Regions from separate parts of the Danio rerio genome. Here region 2 is linked to region 1. Evidence: chromatin contacts called from public Hi-C data. All regions are on one chromosome and are shown on one strand. Each heading gives the region's core, a stretch centred on a gene start, on an enhancer-like site or on the middle of the called end of the contact. The rest is flanking DNA. Distances are from core to core; before and after follow the strand shown. Region 1 overlaps arhgef37 (Rho guanine nucleotide exchange factor (GEF) 37). Region 2 holds the start of ppargc1b (peroxisome proliferator-activated receptor gamma, coactivator 1 beta).

What was found. A called contact is a pair of places that touch in the nucleus more often than the background predicts.
Region 2: a Hi-C map of an unstated tissue shows a contact between it and region 1, with 4 times the contacts expected there. The contact joins the promoter of ppargc1b here to the enhancer-like site in region 1. A contact is called at or near these places in 3 of 18 Hi-C or Micro-C datasets (caudal fin, hematopoietic stem cells and an unstated tissue) and 1 of 4 datasets of contacts at active chromatin or transcription factors (embryo).

What each region holds. Positions count from the first base shown.
Region 1 is chr14:29,142,730-29,149,387 of GRCz12tu, reverse strand. All of the region lies in intron 12 of arhgef37 (Rho guanine nucleotide exchange factor (GEF) 37), which reads right to left. Among named protein-coding and RNA genes, the nearest start is that of arhgef37, 42 kb to the right of the region's middle. Within about 2 kb of position 5,062, at least 7 of the 62 cell types and tissues checked have an H3K27ac peak or open chromatin away from gene starts, as enhancers often do.
Region 2 is chr14:29,202,692-29,209,239 of GRCz12tu, reverse strand. It overlaps ppargc1b (peroxisome proliferator-activated receptor gamma, coactivator 1 beta), which reads right to left and starts at 1,465. Exons shown (of 12, transcript XM_073921837.1): 1 at 1,373-1,465. It overlaps arhgef37 (Rho guanine nucleotide exchange factor (GEF) 37), which reads right to left. Exons shown (of 13, transcript XM_073921854.1): 13 at 4,830-6,548. The coding sequence ends at 6,483.

The DNA.
Region 1 (6,658 bases), core at 3,813-6,312:
TATAGAGCTTTGAGTTCTGTCGCATAGAGAGAGGAAGCGCTAGCTGTAGGGGTTCAGTGCATCAAAGCCGCGCTGACAAGCAGCTTTTAACGGAAACAGGAGCGATTGACAGGCGGCGCTCTTTCGGACGGAGAACCGCAGCATCTCTGCTCTGCCTGCAGCATGACAAAACACAGCCATCATCATCAGCCCCGCCGTGACATTTGCACACTCTCGGAGGAATAGATGCACTTGGGCTAAAAGCAGCCTCGAATCCAATGCATATCTCCGAAATAAACCTCCGCATGCAGGCAGCAGACAGAAATACTCCCTCAAACACGTCAGGGGTTTAATCTGCTGCTGCGTAAATAGAGCATTCAGAGGTCAATCAGAGAACTTCAGCCAAAGCTGCTTGCTGCTTTCCATGAATAACAACAGTATCTCATTTACACTTCTATAAACATGAAGATGGATAAAAGGTACGACGGTTCAATTTAATAAGAGATTGGACATTTAAATTAAATAAATATCTTTTCAAAGTGATACGTGCATGCTATATTTGGTTGGCTGTACACAAGCCGGAGGGGAAATGCCTCCCAATGGATCCCTGTTAAGGCAGTTATGAGGATCAAATGAATAATATATGATTCTGTTTGGAGGATTAAATCCAACACTGTAAGGTAACGTCTTTCACAGAGGGCGTTGGTGCCTCTTGTGGACAGCAGACGCAACTGCACGCACGTGAGTTTTTGACAGACACTGCAGTAAGTCATCTGCACTAGCTCTGTCTGGAATATTTCAATGTGGGTCGAGTCCTTCATCGCAGAGGTTACGAGGTCACCAACTGCAGAACAGTGGAGTTGGCAAAACTGAATGTGCACGTGAGCAATAACAATAGCTTAAAATTCAATGCGATTACAGTGTCTTCAATATCCACCATATGCAGCAGCTCTGAAAGAGTATTTGGACACTTAAAACACTATTTAAAGTGTGTGGATGACAAATTAAAATGCATGAATGCCATTACATAGCTGATTATTTATGTGTTAGATACAAACAAGCTGTGTATTTTTATTAGGCGTGAACTGCTAATGGTGGACAACTAGAAAGTTCCACAATTATTTTTAGTCATCATCAAATATAGATTCTCTTTTATTCCAGTAAGTAATAAAATAAAATTTGATATAAAAATAACATGTCATATCATTTAAAGAAGCTATATGTAAGAATGTATGCATTCATCAATTTTTATTGCAAAATTTGAACACGTTAAGGAATCATCATAAAAGTGATTGTCTAAAATCCTTTAGAGTGTTTATTTATATAAAGTGCTGGAGAATAGTTTGCAAATTCTTTTTTCTATTTGAATAAAATAACATTTCTGGGTGCATATAGAGCACAGGTCTCAAACTTGATTCCTGGACAGGCCGCGGCTCTGCACAGTTTTGCTCCAACCCTAATTAAACAGTTAATCCAACTAATCAAGGTGTTCAAGACTGTTAGAGACTAAGCAGGTGTGAGTTGGAGGTGGTTGGAGCTAAACTACGCAGAGTTGTGGCCCTCGAGGAATTGAGTTTGAGACCATTGATATAGAGGCTTAAATTGCATTTTCTCCCTTGTACAGCTGGCTGTAGTTCACTTTAAGGCCATCGGTGTCGCTAATAACAAAGCTTTAGTGGCCAACTGGATATAGTAAAGCAGTGTTTCTCAACCACGTTCACCAGCTCTGCACATTTTCCATAGATGTGTCCTAGATCACATACTTATGCACTATTCTACGCCATTTTGTAGTATACATAGTGTAAGTAGTGCATTCACACTGAAAACTCTGAAAAGAGTTTAATTGCAGTGTAGTTCATTTCAACATTTCATTTTAATGGTTGAAAAAGTTCATTGTCCGGGTAGGACAACCTAACCATTAAAATGAAATGTGTAATGTTGGCCACTTCTCGCACTCAACAGTCGCAGCTTTGCTAATGTAGCGGAAGCGGCGGAGCTTTCGGGCACTGATGTTGGATTACTTTATTTATTGTGGATTGTGAACGCAGTATTCTCCTACGAGAGTGATTATACCACCTTCCGATGGTGAATGCGGTTTGACAACAGTCATAATCATCTGGGAAATGATTTGAATTTCCGCTTAGTAAAAAACCCATTAGTGTTCCATTTGGGATGACATTACATATATTTTTACTATGCTGTTAAGTGTTAAATTGCCCAAGTAAATAGTGTGTTATTTGGGACGCAGCACTTGTCTCTTTAAACAAACACACCTGATTCAGATCACCAGCTCATTAGCAGAGACTGAAAGATCTATAAAGGGTGTGCCAGACAAAGGGAACATCTAAAACATGCAGTGTTGGTGGTCCTGCATAAACATGGTTGAGAAACACTATAGTGAAGCAGTTTAAAAAAATAAAATAAAATCGAAATTAATTGTTTCAGTAATCATTGGCAAAATAAAAGTCTGACACCTACCAGCCAAACAGAAAAAAAATGTATAGTTTAAAATGGCAGCAAATCAAAAATTTTGAAAAAAATGTCAATATACCTTTAACTACCCCACAAAGAATTATTTTTTGACTCCTAATGTTGCTAGTTAACACACTTAATGCATTTCTTTCAACACATTACATCATTTCTAAAATATCAACCTCCACCAAATGGTTGATATGTCAGTTTATGGTAAAAGTACCGGCATTAATACATATAATTTGAAAAATCAAAAAATATGGAATGTAAGGCCAATTTATTTAAAAAAAACATAATAAAAATAAAACAGTTCCAAATACTAAATCATCTTTATTTTTTAAAGTATGCCATAAAAATATTTCAAATTCTCATCTAGCATGTTTTCTTTTCTTTTTTTCTTTTTTTTTTTACATTAAAACCAAAATAAAGTGTAGTAGTGCAACAAGAAGTATATTTGTTTTTTTGTAAACCAACAATGCTATGTGTGTAAACCATTATTTAAAACAGTCATTCTGTAAATGACTTTAACAGTCATTAATTAAAACAGTAAAAATATAGTCAACCATTTGGTAGAGAGGACAGTCAAAGAGATATTGGTAAGCCTATTTTGGCCATAATTTAAATTAGTACACACATACATACATATACATACATACATATACATATACATATATATATATATATACATATACATATATATATATATATATATATATATATATATATATAATAGGGCTGTGCGATTAATCGAAAATCTGATTTCGATTTTGGCTTCAAACGTTTATGAAAAAGCATTAATCGAGATAAACGATTATTGCATCATATACCGCCCCCTTTCCAGCTGTTGCGCACACAGCCAGAAGCAAGCGGCCGATCAGCATTCGGTCTCATCAGCACACTGAAGCTGGAATTATACTTGTGCCTGGCGCCGCATCGCACACCTCCACTGACCGCACGCGCACCTCGCGAAACAGACGAGGCGCAGACATCTAAAGTCATCTTAATGTGATCGCTTTAATGGTCAAATAGGTGTCAAAACGCAGTGTTTAATGATTATTCATAATAACCCTCATTTGTGTAATAAACAAACGAGTTGAGGATCAAAAGACACGTGAAAGAGAAACCATCAAAGAGACAGCGCGCGATGTTGTTTTTATCATTAATCAAACGAAACGAGAAACTCACTCTGCTTTTGACTGAAGGATTTTTGTAGCTAAAGTTTTATTCTTACAGTGAAGATGCTTAAAGCACAGTTTGTTTCATATTTTTATTCTATTGTATTTATTTCTCTTTCCTTTGCAGGGAGGAAGATAACTGTATGTATACATTGAAGTCAGAATTATTAGCCCTCCTGAATATTAGCAGCCCTTTTCCTGCCCAATTTCTGTTTAATGGAAAAAAGTTGTTTTTTTTTTTAAAACTTATTTCTGAACATAGTAGTTTTGATATATCATTTCTGAATACTGATTGCTTTTATTTTTGCTATGATGACAGCACATAATATTTTTTTAGATATTTTTCTAAACACAAGCATTCAGATTAAAGTGCAATTCAAAGGCTTAATAAGGGTAATTAAGCAGTTCATTGTATAACAGTAGTTTCTTCTGCAGACAATCAAAAAAAATATTGCTTAAGGGGGCTAATAATATTGACCTTAATATTGGGTTTCAAAATATTTAAACCTGCTTTTATTCTAGCTAAAATAAAACAAATAAGCCTAGAAGAAAAAATATTATAGGAAATACTGTTAAAATTCCTTACTCTGTTAAACATAATTTGGGAAATATTTATAAAAAAAAAAATAAAAAAAATTCTCAGGAGCACTAATAAATTTGACTTCAACAGTAATCGTTTTAAATAATCGTGATTACAATTATGACCAAAATAATCGTGATTGATTTTTCCCAAAATCGAGCAGCCCTAATATATATATATATATTTATATATATATATATATATATATATATATATATATATATATATATATATATATATATATATATATATATATATATATATATATATATATATATCGTTCAATAATATTAAAAAAATTCTTAAGAAGGGTGTGTGTGCCATGTTGTTATGCATATATATATACTTGATGTATGGATCAATGACATGCATTAAATTTGTGTGTCCTAAGTGTCCAAATACGTTTTTACATCCACATTTAAATATCTAAAAACAGTTCATCAAGCATTATAACGCTTTAAAAAATCATGTATGCAAATTTGCGCATTAGTCATCTCAAGTGGGTTGGAAATCAGTGCAAAAGAGCTCTGACTCACAAAACAAAATCCATTCTCAAAAGTAAGCCGCAAATATTCTCCATTTCTCCGAGCAGTACCAGACAAGCGGTGCCAGGGCTGCTCAAAGCGTTGATCCAATAGACAGTGGAGGTGTGTTAATTGCAGGAAACAGCACACTCCACCACCACCCATGTGCCATAACAGTGTGTCTGCCCGCCCCTGCAGCTCTTCTCCAATTGGATAAAACAATCTCCACCAGTAACAGCCTCAGGGCGAAGCAAAGATCAAGTATATGGATGACCACTCCACAGCAGGGCTCCAAGCACCACTCCAATACATACACCAGTCAAATGACGCATCAAACAGCAGCCATCCGCCCCCTCGCGCATCAACAGCTCTTCAGGGAAAGTGCTTCTCATGGTCTGTGTGTGTTTGGAATAGCACTCATATCAGCAGCAGATGATGGCTATTCCCCATGTCTAGCGGTAAGGGAAGGTGGGTGAGGCGATTACAGAAGGTAGGAGGGTGAGGTAGTTGGAGGGGACGTAGCCTCTCTGGCCACGTGCCTCCACCAGACTCCATTCTTTGTTCCCACGTTTATCGTGAGGCTCCACCACTCGCACCGGCTCACCTGCTCTAAGAGAAAGCTCATGAGCGCTCCTTGCTGTGAAGTCATAGCCAGCGTACACCTGTTGATGGAGAATGTAGAGTTTCAGCCTGATTGGTAGTATGAAGAGTTTTCTTCTAATAGATTAGGTAGACTCGAGGACTATCATTAACGAACATAAACAGACAGTTTTGGCTAAATTAAGTTAATATATAACAATTGTAAGCCTATATCACTCTTAGAAAAATTAATCACAACATAAACTTACTTCAAAAAGTTACAAAGTTAGTTTAGTAACTTTAAAAAAAGTCACTTTAGATTGTAGTAATTACTTTTTCCCTCCAACACTGATAACAAACGACTTGAAACATGTAAAGAGAATGTTCTACAAAGTTAAGTGGAATTCAGTGCCATACAATGTGCACTTTTTGACCTTTGAGGGTTGGATTTTTGTTTTTATCATAAAGGAATAAAATATAATTTGTACTAGATGTTTGTGACCAAAAAAAAAGGCAAGAAAAACCAAAAGCTCTGAACAATTAGTTAAAGTGCTCCCCCTTGTGGCCAATCATGGTAACGTCACATGATGGAGGTGCTTGTGCTGTTTGCTAATAATTGCTTTAATAATAATACATTTTATGAATAATGCACTTTTCTCATACTTAAAGCACTTACAAAACAGTAAAAACCATCAAAGCCTAATGAAGACAAAGTGAAAAAAAAAAGATGTCACAAATTAAAAACAGTCCTAAAAAGGTAAGTTTTAAGTAGCTTCTTAAAATCAGTATAAGGAACCAGTATTCCTTATATTTGTAGGAAGAGCATTGCATAGTTTGGGTGCTCAGTAAGAATGCCCTACCTCCTATGGTGCTGAGTTCACAACAAGGCTGAACCAGTGTAAGACCCGAAGCAGAACGTAAACAGCGAGAAGCAGAAGAAATGGACATCAAAATACAAATGTAATTGCGAGCAGAATCATGAACTGCTTTATGTGTTAAAATCAATGTGTTTAATTGTTTTAAACAAACCAATAGTCCAAAAATAGAAGTGGCAACAGATATTGCGTTCACTATTGTGATCCGCTTCTAAAAAGCAACTGATTATACAAAAAAAAAATTGAGAACTAATTTGAACAGAAGAATAATTACATTAAGATAAACTTCATCTATAAAAGCGGAATTGTTATTTCACTGACTTCAGCACAATATTTTAGTTAACAAAAACCAAAACATTTTCATACAGAAATATAACTTTTAAACGAACATAAGTGAAAAACTGAAAGAGTATACATTTTAAACTAATCTAAATAATTATAGAAATACACCAGTATTTAACCAGGCCCGTAGCC
Region 2 (6,548 bases), core at 216-2,715, 63 kb before region 1:
AGACAGCGCGTTCAACCCAATAACCCGAAACAAGCACATTTACAACACTCACAATATTCCCGCTGACACAAGGACAAAGGACAAACACCACCGAACGTTTGCTCACAGCGTTCATGCGTTTTAAGGAGCCGTTTAAAGCGACTCATCGCCTTTCAGTGACACCTGACACAGTATAGTGAGCGCGCGATTTGTAAACATACATGATTTAATTTGCGATGCGAGAAGGCATATTTTAATAGCAAGTGCCATTATATGAATTCACAGTACATTAATAACCATGTTATTCACCCCATGCTCGTGTAATCATCTTCAAAGCGGATTTCGCTTCCGTGTAACGTTAGCCTAAAAAGTGTTTCAAAGTAAGTATCCTAAGCTTTTCTCTTTGTATTGTATCTATAAATAAACACTTGCAGTGCGAACAGCCTGTTTGACATGACAAGCACGAAAGTGCAAAATGCTCAACGTTTATTTATTGATATCAACAGCACACTCAGGCACAAGCTGCAGGGATCGTTTGACTACTCATAATCAGAGCGTCAAGCGGTTTTGTAACAGTTACGCAAACGATTACGAAAACAATGCATTTCGTCAATTTAGCTAAAAGTTCTCTGGGCTATTGAGCAAATTCGCACCGATGTGTATACATTTTCCATAGGCCCACAAGGCTATCACACTCTCAACTGTATATTGCATTCGTTCTCCAGCTTATAGATAAGCACAAACAAATCACGCAATTTCTGAATATTAGTTATGCAACTATAGGAATACTGCTCGCCAGCTTCAAAATTAGAATTATCTGCATCGACTAATAATCCAATGTGATGCTCCATTAGACAACAAGACCTGAGATTAGAGGAAAAAGAGAATAAATGTAATACTTTTCGTCATCCTCACGAACTCTGTACAGAATGTACAGACTAGTGCGCTTTATAGTGCAACATTAAAACTACAAAATCGCATCAAGCCACTTAAACTCAAGTTTACCAGAGCACCCACGTGTCACACACTCACACACACACAGACCGGGAAATTGGTGTGATTTTTGGCAAACTGATGAACACATTTGAACTTATTCTGTCGCACTTGCGAAATAATTAACCTTCGCCTAACAGCGAGCTCTCGAAAGAGCAAATAATTAAAGAACGATTATCTGTTCGTTAATCTTCCGTAAGCCACTTTTCGCATATATGCATTATTTCCTGTGAACTCCACGTGAAGCACAGACGTCAGGGACTCCAGACGCCGGCTGAGACGCTCTGACAGCATCGATGAATTAAGGCAAGAATATCGCGCCACAGACAGTAACGTGCAAAAATACAGCCGAGGAAAAGTAGCCAAGACTCTGCTCTATCGGAAATGGTGCCTCACTTACCTGGCTTCCAGAGTTTTCAGTCAAGTAATTGAAGACAAATGAAGAGAGCTCCTCATCTAACAGTGAAGCGCAGTCCGCCATCTTCTAGAGAATGAGATGAGAGGAGCCAGAGAGCGCTGCTTTACTGCTCTACCCGCATGCAGTGAAAATCTCAACCGACCGAGGGCAGTGTGCTCAGGTCCTCAGAGCCCTAATCATTGCTGGGTTAAATAAAACAGCAGAAAGTTGAATTATTTGAAGGTGCATGCTTGTTAAACATAGATGCAGAAGGATGCACGGATCAGTATAGGATGCATGTTCCTAATTGTAACTGAAACTACTTGTGCAGTCTACATTACACTGTCTATGACTCATTTATGATGCTAGTTCATTAAGTCTAAAGTCCATGCCTGCTTTGTGCAGATAATATATACACCAATCATAAACTACCGAAGGAAGTGGTCACATCCTTTTTGCACCATATGTAGTATACACATAATGCAGTATAACTATTATTTCATTGTAACTAATTGTGCATATGGAGTCAAAAAATTGCATCAACCAGCATTAACTTTGGCTGGTCCATTAACAGAAGCAGAGCTTGGGTCAGCTACAAATTTATTTATTTATTTATTTTAATATAATTCTTTTTAGAGTCCATGCTTAATTTCACATCATTTCCATTTTTGGATAGAATATCACTTCAACATTTGTCATATTTTCTGCCTTCCGCTATAAATATTTGCAAATCATTATTTAATTTAATTTATTTATTTTATTTATTTTTTATTACTCTGTTATTTATGTTATATTTATTTATTTATTTTTAGAGGAAATTATTATTATTATTATTATTATTATTATTAGGTCTGAAGAAAGCCTTCTTTATTCATGATTTTCTAGATTGACATGCTGTCTAAAATGGTCCGATAAAGTTTGCTGATATTGGTGCTTTTTTGATCCAAATTTTCTGTTGGAAATATAAATTAACCGAAAACACATTAAAATGAAATAAATCCATTATTTTTTTAGATTTTTAAAGTGAGTAAATACACTGAAACTACAACATTTATGTAAGAAATAATTAACAATGAGCGGTTGAATTATTCCAAAAATATTGCATAAGTGGGTGTTTATTTTCTTTTCTTCCACGTATACCACAATACCACACCTGACACTGTTCAGATGTTTTATTTCAAAACATTTGCCAGTTTTTTTGTCCTCTAACTACTTGTTCAGTACTAGTTTCTTAACACTGTAATGGCAAGAATTTTAGCGTTCAAGTCTTCACCACACAGAATTATTGTAGTGTAATTTTTACATTTGAAGTTTAATTGAGAGAACAAAAAAAAAACATTTTAACAATAATTCAATTAAAACATGTGACCCTCATGGACCACAATATTTTATATTTAATTATTTAGCAGAAATACAAGTGTTTTAGTATCTGGAAATGGAGGGTAAACAAATCATAATTCTGAGAAAATCATGTTTTAAGTTATCTAAATTAAGTTCTCGTGTTTACAGTAGGTTGTTTACAAAATATTTTAAATAGAAGATTATCTTTTTTATTATTCTAAATGATGAAAAATCTTTGAACAATACAGTGTATTTTTGGAAATTGTCAAAAGTATACTGTACAGCATAAGACTGGTTTAGTGGTCCAGGATCACATAAATTATATAAGATAGACCTGGCTCTATATCAAAATGAAAGCTTATGATAATAGTTTAATGCATTAAAATATATCTAAACAATTAGTGTGATTACCCTGCAACAGTAGACTCATTGATTGGCTGCTCTTGTCAACTGCAGTTTTACTAGTCACTCCGGTTTTTAATAGTTTCAAGTAACCTACTCAGTATCATGAATCAAAATGTATTACCAATCAAGTCATTTTATTCAGACTGACACCCAGCAAGCCTGCTTAAGAAACTGATTAACACCAAAGACATAAATCTTATTGCCATTAAGAGTTAAACTGTCTGAATTGCATGTAAATGAATGCATTAGAATTGACAAGTCCTCGAAGGACTATAAAAACTTCTCAATCAAATCAGAAATCACCCCAAGGCCCAATCAGTCTATTGAACTGTGTGCTGACTAGCCGGCTATCGACCAAACACATGCTGTTTGAAGGTTTGAGGTCAAAGCGAAAGTTTGATTTCAACTATGCCTCCTTGACAACACTCATAAACAAATAAAATCACACATATGCACTTAGACACTTAATCGATAAAACAGATCATGCTAATACGTAGAGCAAACTAATGAACAAATACATGTAGTAAGTGAAAGAAAGCAACAGATGCAATGCAAACAAACATCCAGTGACATTCAGGCTTTTTTATAGTGGGGAACATCAAGAGTGTTACTTAAGCCAAACAAGCCCACCTTCTATAAGAGCGTGAAAGGTCACGGGAGGGATTTGACAGCACAGAGCGTCTGGTGGGTGTCTCTGACAGCTGTCACACTGGAGGAGTTTGGTCTGTGTTGGAGTTTTCAGTCAAGAGAAGAGTCCATTTCATCAGTTGTATCATTTCATTGATTATGCCCTGATGTATGGAGGTCAACAGCATTGTGCCTTTAGCTGCAGTTGTCCAAGGACAGCAATCAATAGAATTCACACATTGTTTTCCGACATTAAGGCATGCATGGTTTTTTTTGGTGTGTGTTTTGTGGTGATCAATAGAGTAGCATGTTGCTTATGCTAGAGTCTTTGGACACTGCATCTTTCACCATGCTTTATGACATGAAGGTGATTTAATGGGGGCTTCCATGTGAATAGACAGAGCACTGACAGGAGACAAATCACAGAGCACACTTGCTTATGCACTGAGGGCTGTGGCAAAGAATTTATGAAGATTGTCATGTTGGAACATTGGGTTCAGTTTCAGAATGACACTTTCAGAGTCCCAAAGTTGTGAAATGCCCTGTTGTGGTATTCATTCTAGAAAGGCTGATTTGCAATTTTAACTACTTAACAGTGGCCTTCATTTGGCCAATCTCATTATGTTCACTCAAATAGAATAGGAAAACTGCATTGCAGTGGTAAATTATTTGTTTTAATCCCAACAAATCCTTTGAGAAACCTTGGGGGGAAAAATACTGGCAACCAAAGTCAGCATGTTTCCTGACAGCATGTAATTTCTGGAGACAACATCAGACACACTCAATATTGATCAGACTGAGCTATTTTAGCATCTTAGTCTTAGTTGTGTCCATGTAAACAAATCCTTACACACTGCATATGGAGCGATGTCAAAGTCAATTCACATCAAGAACTATAATTATAAAGATTACCTTAGCATCCAACAAGAAATGTGATTTATTATAAGTGCATGCAGAGCTTTGTTGTCCCTCACTTTTACATGTATTCTGAATGGCTTGCTGTCAATGTTATTATTTAGCTAAAGTATATAATAGATTTATTTAAAATGAAATCAATTAAGTACGTCATTTATTTTTTTTATTTTTTACACACTCTGAATAAATGATCAGTTTATCTGGAATTACATATTTAAATTTTTTTAATTATTTGCGTAGAATGTAGACCTGAAATAACAATGTTGTCTTTTTTCCATGAAATACGTGTCTCAATACATCTTTTTACACATATAGTCATGTTAGACAACACAATATCAATGATTTAAATTAAGAAGTTACCCAGCAAGCATTTTTTGTTTTTTAAAAGATGTCTAATAGATGTCTAATAAACGTCTAAACATAGTTGTCTTGGCTAAAACAAGGTTAAATTTGGTCTGTCAGTGAAGATCTAATATAGGCCAAAACTTGACTAGTCATCAAATAAACAGAAATGAATGACTACACATATAAAGTCTGTCTAATCTGTCTATTTGACGACTAGTCTAGTTTTGGGCTATTCTTAGATATTAGATTTCCACTGACAGCCCACGTTTAGCCTTGATTTAGCTAAGCTCTCTACGCTTAGATGTCTATTAGACGTACTTTAAACACAAAATTCATTCACAGCAATGGAAAACATTTGTTATTTTGACCAGCTGTCAATTTCCAGATATAAATACTAAATATTTTAAAAGAAATGTTACCAGACCGTTATATTACAGAATAAATCATTTTTCTCAAACTTATACTTTATCATATAACTAAAATAAATCAGAAAATCAAGTGGTTTGTTTATTTAATTATGTATTTAGCTGTAAATAGTACTAATTAGCATTTTGCATATTTTTAATATTGGCAGATATTCACTTTCTTGCTGATTGTTCACTTTGCTGAATGTTCACTTTAACCTTCAAGACCAAGCTGATCCTGCTTCAGAACTACTGAAGCATTTAACTACAGAAATATGTGACTTCATTATATCCTGAAGGCTAAAGTCTAACTCTCTGAACAACTGTGTCACAATGTGCAACTGAGTATGCAGCAGTTCCGAGCAATCTGAACTACAAGGCATAGTTCAAAAAAAAGCAGTGTTGTGATTGGATGAAATGCCCGGGACACTACAGATATGCAAAGCATGCAAGCAGATCATGCTGTGATTGGCCGGGGCGCCTCCTGTCTCTGTGCATAGTAGGAGAAGGAGTGAGTGGAGTAAAGCAGGCTGCATTAGAGCCTCGCTTCCCCAAGCAAACACGTGCAAGCTCGTCACATGACTCTCTGGGCGCCTGACTATGCATAGTGCTTACGCTTGCCTTGTCGGTTAGATGAAAAGACAGGGATGATTGCATAGGTGAAAGTTGAAAGGAAAATTGCCTAATCTTATACAAACACTCATTGAGCAAAGGTTATGATTTGAGTTGGCTGATGTTTACATATGCATTTTAAAATATATAAAGAATAGGAAAATATCCTAAAATAAAGTTTAAAATACCTGTGTGTTCACTGTATGTATATTAATTTTATACACATATATTTAATCTAATATACAAACACCCTATGAGTAAAGATTATGATTTGAGTTTGCTGGCTGTATGTACATGAGATAAATATACTGTATAGAGAAATGTAGATAGTGGGGTTTGGTAGTACTTTCTCTTAACTGGTAAACATTTTTAGCATATTCTTAATGGAACATAAACCGTTTTCCATTTATTAGTGTAGTGCTTTAATCTGAAGTATTACCAAACACATGTTATCTGTTATTGGATTAACCATACCTGAGTGATATACGTCTGAAATATTGATTGAGAGCATCTCTGTTGTTGCATACATT